Regions from separate parts of the Anas platyrhynchos genome. Here region 2 is linked to region 1. Evidence: chromatin contacts called from public Hi-C data. All regions are on one chromosome and are shown on one strand. Each heading gives the region's core, a stretch centred on a gene start, on an enhancer-like site or on the middle of the called end of the contact. The rest is flanking DNA. Distances are from core to core; before and after follow the strand shown. Region 1 holds the start of ARSG (arylsulfatase G). Region 2 overlaps RGS9 (regulator of G protein signaling 9).

What was found. A called contact is a pair of places that touch in the nucleus more often than the background predicts.
Region 2: a Hi-C map of subcutaneous adipose tissue shows a contact between it and region 1, with 4 times the contacts expected there. The contact joins the enhancer-like site here to the promoter of ARSG in region 1. A contact is called at or near these places in 4 of 8 Hi-C or Micro-C datasets (F1 follicle, liver, skeletal muscle and 1 more).

Annotation. Positions count from the first base shown.
Region 1 is chr19:2,895,039-2,899,919 of IASCAAS_PekinDuck_T2T, forward strand. It overlaps ARSG (arylsulfatase G), which reads right to left and starts at 2,493. Exons shown (of 15, transcript XM_038165202.2): 1 at 1,943-2,493; 2 at 1,469-1,643; 3 at 435-560.
Region 2 is chr19:2,955,348-2,960,228 of IASCAAS_PekinDuck_T2T, forward strand. RGS9 (regulator of G protein signaling 9) reads left to right here. Exons shown (of 21, transcript XM_072025895.1): 12 at 1,515-1,544; 13 at 2,180-2,241; 14 at 4,468-4,581. Among named protein-coding and RNA genes, the nearest start is that of RGS9, 20 kb to the left of the region's middle. Within about 2 kb of position 2,339, at least 1 of the 8 cell types and tissues checked has an H3K27ac peak or open chromatin away from gene starts, as enhancers often do.

The sequences.
Region 1 (4,881 bases), core at 1,243-3,742:
TGAACATGTTTATGTATATAAAAACATGCACACTTTTTTTTTTTCCCTTGCAACCAAAAAGTTCCCCTCCTGGATTTTATTTGCATGGAAAACATGGCAAAAGAAAGGGTGCCTGAGCAGCACAGTGAATCAATACCACTTGTGGGATTGCTTTTTATAATGATTAGAACTTAATGAGTTGGAAATATATCCATCTTCTAAAAATCACAGAGCCATAAAACAAACTGCGAGGCACTGAGTATCGCTGCTCACCTTCTACTACACATACACAGCAAGCATGAGTTGGCATTTTTTCTATTAGAATAGAACAGAATAAAATGGTTCAGCTGGAAAGGCCCTACAAGGATCACCAGGTCCAGCTTAAGCTGTTTGTTCACATTTTGAAAGCCATTCAAGTTTTCAAACATACAAAGTTATGCTGTAAGACACGATACCTTTTGTCAAGGAAGCTTGTCCAAAGATGGAATTCCAAGACTCAATCTGGATAAAGCTCTGTCATTGCTATTCCCGCAACACACAAAGCAGCTGTCTTTTCTCCTTCGGGTATTTCAACAGATCCCCTGGGGGAAAAAGAAAAAAATCAATGAAAAGGCTTTTGTCAGGAAAAAAATAAATAACTTTTGTCAGGACAGAAGCAGAAATATATAGAAAAGCTGTGAACATGCAGGATTATTTTTACGTATGTAAATACATGCTGTTGAGCAGGAAAGTCTGAGTATTCAGATACAATAATATTCCAAAGAGAGACTTTTTAAGTGCAAGTCCTCTTTGCAGATTTGGGCCTTCACAAAAATTACCCCTTTAAAAAATTATTTTTTATCTTATTTGGTTCACAGATTGTTGAAATATTATTTTATAAAAGCAGAAAGAAAGGACAGTAAGAAATTTAGATATTTGAATCAATTGCTGATTGCTAGAGGAAAAAAGTCTTCCTAATCCTACAGATGCTAAGTGGACTCAGCAAAATTCCTAACAGACCACATCACAAAAAAATCACCACTTTGGATGATCAAACAGCAAATTTTATTACTGTGGTCCCACAGATTTTTTCTTAGCCTAACCAAGTTTGACAAGAACACAAATCCTACATTATTATGCTCAACAACAGGCAAAACATCCATCTGTCCACAGCATTAATTTAGGGGGTTTATTTCTCATACTCAGTGGCTGACAGAGCATGGACTTCACAGATGTAAAGGAGTAATTCAACCAGCTCACGAAGCATGAGCCTGCTGCTCTTAGATCATCCTGCTGTCTGCAGTGGGACTACTTAAATGAATAAAAGTTACAGAATCTAATAGCTGCAGGAGCTGGGATTTGGGCTTGCAAGACACCAGCCTCTAAACTGTGTTCACACCTATTATCTTCAGTACAAGGCCCTAAGAACAGTCTTTTATCAGACATCTCCCCTCTGATTAGTGACTAACAAAAAGTTCCCTCTGTTCATCAGTTTGTCAGCATTATGTACCTGCAGGAGTCTGTAGGCTACTTGTAGCGTGTTCATCTACTCCAAAAGCACACGCTGTACGTGAAACTGGAACGGGTTCCAGGATTTTCAGTCAGATCTCTGGAGACGGCTTCACAGCACTCCTTCAACCACGTCACATCATCTTCTGTGCTAACTTCTGACTCCTCGAACAAACCTGTAGGAGGGATCCAAAAAAGACAGAAGGTTATTAATTTTCTTGCTGCAGGATAAGCCAACCAACTTGCTTAACAGCTTTTTCCCAGAGCTGTAATACTTATTTCAATTTTTAATGAATTTCGATCCATTTTGTGGCAGAAAAACACACACAGAGCTGTTGCGTAGCATTTGTAACGTGCCTCGACTACACATGCGATCTTTTACAACTCCTGATAATCCCAGGACCTTGTTGCCACCTTAACCCGTAGCTAAAGGATAAAATAACTACGTGCAGTGGTCCAAACTAACGATATTTACCAATAGTTCCTGCAATGCAGGGTATCTCCTGTTGTGACACAGCAGGGCTTTGCTTATTGAAGCCCCGGCTGAAGGAAGAGGCAAACAGGCGTACCAGGCCTTGGCTGATTTTGGATATTTTCAGCCTCTATTTACAACAGGAAGGCGTCTGAGAGGAGGAGCGTACTTTCTCAACACGGTTAATTAAAAAGCGGTGAAAACGAGACAGGAAACATGAATGCGCCGCGATTCCGGGGCCGGCAGCAGGGCGGCCAGGTCAACCCGGCAGGCCGCGGTGCTATCGGAGCCGCCCCCGGGCTCTCGGTGCCGCCGAGCCCCGGTGGGACGGGGCCACCGCCTCGGCCGGGTCCCGGCTCCTCGCAGCGAGGCCTCGGGGCTCGGGGCAGGCCGGAGATCGAGGGCTGAGGCCCGGAGCCTTCCCCCGGCCGCCCTCCGCCCCTTTCTCCTCACGGGGGCGCCGGGCCCGCGGCGGGCGGAGCCGCGGCCGCGGCTGGGACCGGGCCCCCCGTGCCTCAGAGAAGCCCCTGGTCTCGGTCTCCAACCAGCCTAGGGTCGCTTTGGTTCCTCAAATCGATGTCTCCAGGACTGGGGGTGCCCCCTGAGCTGGGCTGGCAGCCCCCAAATCCCCCCCTGAGCAGCCCGTTCACATAGCACAGCACCACATGGGGCACGGTCACCCCTGAGCAGGGCGGATAAAATTAATAAATTTGGTGGCACAAACAGAGCAAATGGTGGCAAGGAGGGTACAACAAAGAGGGCCACACTAAGCACTTTGCAACTTTTTACACCAGAGCTGTGTGGAAACAGCAGCGTGCAAAGGGGAGCTTCATGGGGACCTTCAGAGCATCGCCCTGTCACGGGTGTAGGACTCGTGTAGGACTCGGAGCAATGGGGAAATTAAATGCCATGGCCAAAGAGGCATCCCACAGGGTGTCCCGAGGGAATTGGACCCTACAGGGGCCTGCCTACAACAGGCAGGAGAAGCTTTGCACGGGAACGTTGTGGTGTGAGCTACCCAGGGCTTACTGGGTTTGTAGGCGCACCCTCTCTATTCCCCTGCCAGAAGCAGCTCTTCCCCAGCACGCCTAATAGTCCTTGGGTGTTTTTATTAAAACAACAAACAAACAAAGGTCTGATATTTAACACTTGTGATGTTTTCCGTGTTCAGAAGCTTTAGCAAACATCACGGAGGCCTGTTGGAAGATACTATGTGCAGATGAAGGAAGAGTTTAGCCCACGATACCAAAATATGTCCTTTAATTTTTCCTAATCTTTTTATTGTTCTCTCAAACATTTCAAAAAGATATAAACCAAGACAGTGAAAAGAGATCCCAGGATGCCCAAGAACTGCTTGCCAGTGCCCTGACAGGGATTGAATTTCATACCTCCCCTCGCCTGACTCCTGCGAGCCGTCCCGAAGCAGGATGTTATCTGCTGCGCCCAGAGCCGCTGAGTTAGCACGGCCGCTATATTTAGTGCTCAGACGGTCCTGGAATCCGGTTCCATGCTCGGATCATGGTGCTTCTCCGAGACGATTTTGTCTGCAGTAAACAGCGGCGGTTCAGACGCCGCCGACATCTCAACCTCCATCGTCCTTGTTGCTTTCAGGCCCAGCGAGGCATGAGCCAGTGCTTCCCTGCAGCTGATAGTGAATTGCTTCCAAACACCACCAGTGCTCTGGGCAGAACTGAGAGCAGTAAATAATCTCACTGGTTATTTCAAATAACCTAGCTGCATCTTACTGAATTGCTGTTTCTCGTCCTCACATTTTCAGCTCTGGCCTATTTTTCCTAAGTATTGCCTTAAAAGCTCTTCTCAGGCTGTCTGGGTTTACCCGTGCTGAGCAAGACGATGGAGCAACATTGACGCCTGCACAAACAGAAGTCCTGTCTGAGAGGAAGATGGAGAAAAAAAAATTAGCCCATGAGACAAAAATATGTGATCCAAAGAGCTCCAGCTAAGGAAATGAGGAATTATGGTGGTTTTTTTTTCCTTGCTTTTAAAGATCTGTAAAACGCGGGCTTATTTCCTACACAACTGCCAAGGTCTGGAGCCATTTATTTGCAGTGGCTTGTGACTGTTGAAAAGTGAACATGGAGATGGAAGCAGTGAAATGCTGCCATGAAGCTACTGGAGGATCCTGTATGGAAAATAATTCTTAGCGAGAAGACAGACACAGAATAGAATAGAACCTTTTCTCCAAGGATGCGGAGTGCTCTGCCAAAATTTACATGCTAACATCACACTGCCTACATTTGTTGGGGAAGCACAGCACCCAGGAGGTGATTTCATTTCACCCGAGGTGTCTGAAAGTGCAGTGACAAAGCCTGAGCTGGTCGCTGCCGTGGGGAGAAAGTGGCCCCGCCGGGGAGTGACTGGAGAGCTACCTGGGACATGGCTTCAGGCTGAGAACTGCTCTCTGGAGCTGCTTCTCTTCCTCTAATGATGGAAGCTGGCCCTCGGAGAGGCTGGTCCTCCAAACTGCCTAAATTGGGGCAGTAGCTCTGGGCAGCAAAGCGGTGATTTCCACCACCAAAGGCATAAGCAGAGGTGCGAGGCTGCATTTTCCTCCTGTGCTCTCCTGACTTTGGCATAATCGCAGGCATTTGTCTTGCTGAAAGCAAATGAGACAGGGTATGGAGACAATGAAAATACAGCCTGGCTCCAGCTAAAGGGTTGGCTGTCATCCAGATGCTTTCATATTTGATCCCTGCTTCTGTTAAGAGGGAAATATAAAACATTTTACCTTGCTAGCCTCAGAGAGGAGCTACTTTTGGCGATTAATTTGCATATCAAATGTATAAATACTCTCCCCGTATTTATCCTACTGTTGCAGGCAAACGGAGTTTCCTTTCTGAAGGAAGAAATCAGTGTCAATCAGGGCTCTGACGTGACAAAGAAACATTCAGGGTGACTTACTGCTGACGTTCGTACAGAGA
Region 2 (4,881 bases), core at 1,089-3,588, 60 kb after region 1:
GAGACCCCTGTAGAAGACAAACCCAACCTAACAGCCTCGTGAGCTGCTGGCCAGCCGTTAGCCAGCATCCACCTCCTCACCCCTGCACCGCGCCTGCCCAAGGCACCCACCTGACAAAGCAGAAGAAGATATGAGGGGCCTTTTAAAATCCTCTAATGGTTTTGACCTCTTGGTTTTCCTAAAGTAAATGCCCCAGCCACTCTTAAGTTTCCTCAAACGGAACAGGTCAGCTGGCACTTTGGAAATCTGATGGGGCCTCACTTGTGTCTCAGGTTCCCCAAGCAGACAGTGAGCTCCTCTTGTGCAGGAATTAGGTGACCTGAAACAGAAAGTTCTCTAAAGAGGGCGTTTCTAGGACAGTGACTGCAGCTTGTTTCTCTGTGCAAGCAGGTGGCGAGGCTTTTTGGGGTTTGTTTTTTTTTTATTTTGACTTCCATTTCTACAGCATATCTGAAACAATAATGCTGCTGTAGAAATGGGGGGGAAGAAGAGGTGCCCGCACAAGAGCTTTCCTGGCGTCAGGGGTGCAGCTAAGCCGAGAAGGGTGAAAAGCTGCTCTGTAATCCTTGTGCCTTCCAGTTCTGAGGCTGTACGGCCTCTGTGGCCAACGATCCTGTTGTTGACCAAGAGCTTTGTACCCCGTTGATGTGTCAACCCCAAAAGGGGCAGCTCCGTGTGCAGGTTCCCTGCTGGGAAGGTGGGAGACGCAGGCTGCCTCTGGCATTTGCTGCCAGATGTTTCCTTCCTCACCACTCACAAACACTGTGCTTCCACCAGGCACTCTGCAGCCTGGTGTCTGCCACGGGGTTAATTGGCTGGGGTGATTCTGGGCCGCAGATTAGCTGCAGGACTCTTGTTGGCTAAAATGGGAGATGCAGAACTGAAAGGCTGCAGAAGCCTTTAAAGGCTGGCTGGGAGCATCACCGACTGAGCCTGTCTTTCGCTCTCCTTCCTCAAGTTTATTTCCCACAAAGTAACTGTGCTTCAAAGGAAGCTGGGTGAATAAACACCCTGCAGTTAATTTCTTGCCTTCAATTGCTTGCTCATTTGTGGATGACATCTAACACAGTCTGCGTTCCTCAAATCCCGACGTAAGCACCCCTTGCGCAGCAGATACTGCATCTGAGGCTTTTAATTGTGGTGTTTGTATTTTGCAATGTGTTGGTTCCTGTCTCCTTTAGCGAATATTGAATGATCTAATCTGTGTCTCGTAAACGAATCTATTTTAGCTACATTAGAATACCCCCTTAATTGAAGGCACACAGGCAGGCTGTGATGGAAGAAGCAACACTAAATAGTAAATAGAGCTAATGGCACGATTTACGGTGTGTGGATGCTCTTAGCTTTGATGATACCCTGATTAGCTGAGCTGCTGTGTTTGATTTTAATTGTAATGAGAATTAATTGGAGAGCACTGCACAAGAGCAGCCCCGCAACAGTGTTTTCATGTTTCAAAAAAAGGTGAGTGCAAGCACCCACCCCAATTTAATGGTTTTTGTTTCTTTATGTTACAGAAAAAAACAATGGATGTTTATAGGAGAGAGGTAACTAACCATTCCCTTATTTCTACACGTTCAGCCTGTATGTATTGCTTATTTCAGTATTGTGTGAGGGACCAAAGCCCCCTTTGCAGGGGATAAACTCTTTTTAAAAATGCCTGGGTTTGGCTGTCAGAGTCTCTGAGCTATGAAGCTTCCAGTCAATATGTTTTCAGGACGTTTTCTCCCACTACAGGCAGCCAGCAGCTCTCCCAGCGATGGGAAGGCTCAGCAAGAGCTGATAGCGGGGCTGAAATCCAATCGATCAAAATTAGTGGTGGGGAAATCATGGGAGCTACATCCAGCGGCGCCAGCATAGAGACAGCCAAGGATCAATGATAATTACATGCTAAATCATCCAGAGCGTTTCTAGGTGCCCAGAATGGTAGCTATTACCCAATTTTTATATAGCATGGAGAGTGGTTTTAATTACTTGCACATTGCAAAATGCTCTGGTGATATTTGCAATAAGCTCGGTGCAAATAGCCCCTTTGCTGTGAGAGCTGAGGGATTCTGTGATTCCGTGGGCATCCAGTGGGTTACTGGGAGGATGCCCTCCCCCAGCACTCAGGTTCGGATGGAGCTGGCCTCGTCTTCACATCTCCCTGCTCCTAACCACGGCTGTTTCTGATCCCTCTCAGATCATGTACTATCAGCAGGCCATCATGAAGTCCAGAGTGAAATCTTCCGTCTCCCTTGGAGGGTAAGTCCTGATTTCTTTCTGTCCACACCTTAATTAGGCTCCGGCGCTCATCTCTAGCGAGATGATTCAGCTCTGTTCTGGCAGCCAGTGACTCACCGGGGGAATCGATCCGGTGGCCACGCTCAGTGCTGTCTGCGTCCTGCCTGTCTGCGCCCGAAGGCACGAGGCAGAGGGGGGGCAGAGCCCCAGTCACGATGAAGAGCCCCTTGCAGCTAAGGGAGCTTTACTACAACCACCTGCAGAGCAGCTTCAGCCTCTCAGCTGAGCTCTCCTTTGAAATTGGCTCTGCAGGCTGGAAAAGCAGCTCTGGAGGCTGGCCTGCTGAGGTGCAGCCCTATGTCCTGTGCCTGTTCTGTGTGGGATGAGAAAGCAGGGAGACAGATCGACCCTCCTGGCCCCAGGATTCAGCCCCAGGGAGTGTTCCTGCTCAAAAGGTATCGCCCTCAGAAGGCAGCAGGGCTGGGGGAGTCTCTGATTAGTCTGCATTATGAAGGAACACACTTTCCTCCCCAGGAAAAGTCCAAGCAATTAATTAGCAAGTCCTCTTCTCAGTGGGAGTGTTTCCTGATCAGGTTTTTGATGAAGCCAATTAAGTGCAAAGCTCCCAGTCCTAGCGTTAGCTGCTGCTGCATTTGCCACGGGTGTTTCTTACCTGGAATCGTGTGTGCTGGGCAGCTCCCTGGAGGTGCAGTCCACATCCCCAGGCTGTTTCACATAGTCCTTGCCATCTAGTGTTTCCTATAAAACCTGAGATAAACACGATGCTCAGGCCTGTTAGACAGAAGATGAACGAAATTGGAGGAAGAGCCCAGGAAGCTGTACCATCTCCTGAGAACCACAGCTTGCAAGGCACCAGCAGCTCTGTTTCTTCACCTGTCACTGACTGCCTGGTTGCATGAAGTGCTCCTTGCCTCAATTTTCCAACCTGTGAGCTGGAGCTGGGGGCACCTGTCTGCCTTTAGGATTTTTGCAGTGCTTAACTGTTTGGCACAAACATTTTTTACACAATACTCCTTGTCTTATGATGGATAATACCCAGTGTCTGGATCAAAAACTCCTTAGAAAAGTTGGATCCCCACCTTGAGCTATGGGATTTGCTCCAAATCAAATTATTATTGATGAGGGTAAGATCAGCGAGTAGATAATATGCATGCATCAGAGCATTGCATTGATTTAGGAGGAGCTGCAAAGCACTCATCATTCAAAGGACAGAGCAATGTTACCCGAGTTGACAGGTTTAGATTTGCAGCTTGATTAGAATACATGGATCGGATTGAATTATGCAGGTGCTGAATGCCTTGGCATTTCGGATGAGAAGATAGGATCAAGCACTCCTGTGCCAAACCTGCGGTGTGCTTTGTGCAGTCGCATTGTAGAACCGAGGGATCTGTGCCAAGGTGCCTGTTAGCTACGGGCCCTTGGACAGTGCGCTCCCAGCTCTGAGCACATAAAAGCAGCTTGGCCTGGAAGGAGTTTTAAACAGAGAAACCAGAGGAATTTTTTTTCAAGAATGAAAAAGGGAGGAGAAAGCTAAAATTCCAGGACATTAGTGAAATTGGTTGTAATTACCAGTCTCGCCAGCCTAGAAGGTAGGAGAAATGTTTGTCTGGTTCCTGCTAGGGTAGGGAGATTTTTGCTTTGTGCTGAGCCCTCAGACTCATTTGCAGAGGAATGGGCTGTGTGGTAGGTGAGCAGTGGCACGGGGAAGCACCCAGCACCACCTCACCTCTCCCAGAGCTCGCTGGGCTCTCCCACACCCGGCCAGGAGGCTGCAGAGAACCCAGCCTGAGCAAACACCGTGCTTGCTTTCCTCTTCTTTGGCACTTCCCTCCTTGTAGTGTGTGGCACGAAACAGCACGGGCAGGCGATTCTCAGTCTGAGCTGCTGGCTGGAGAAGGAACCAGCACTCGTCTGGGGGCTCAGTCCCACTGCTTGAAGTGAGGAGGCAAAAAGGAGGGAGGAAAGACTGGGATTTCCCAGCACTTGAGCTGACAAAATCCCTGCTTTGAAAGACACTTGGGAGATTACTGCTAGGCAAGGGGAAAAGATGAACAGCACTAATGAATCAATTTTTGCAGTAAGGCAGGGGTCACGTTGCAGACCCCCGTGGTAAGGCTGCGCCTCTGAAGATACCCGAAATCTGTGCAGCCACTTGGTGGTTGTAACGGGGCTGGCAGCAACTCTGCTTGCAAATTAAGATTTTCGTTTTGCTGGATTTGCTTGCAGGCTTGTGAAGTACTCTGAGCAGTTCCTCTCCAACGACCCTATCCTGTCGGGATGTCTCCCCAGCAACCCCTGGGTAACAGACGACCCTGAGTTCTGGGATCTCAACGCCAAGCTGTATGTATTTATATTCGTTTGCCAGCCTGTGGTTTACGCTGACCTTTATGCTGATAGAGATCAGAAAGGGGAAGCATTGATCTCATCGTGATATCCGGCCTCTGGTTGTGAGCAGGGAAGCATTCCCTTTCTGACACAGCTACAGAAAGTGTCTCCTGGGAATACTTTGTGCTGAACTTGCAGCATTATCTTCTTGAAGTGGGGCCTTCTTTAATGTTATAGAAATGTCTGAACTGTTGGGAGCATGCACTTAAAAGCTGCCGAGTGGGTCTAATCCTCCCCTAGGATAAGTGCAGTCCA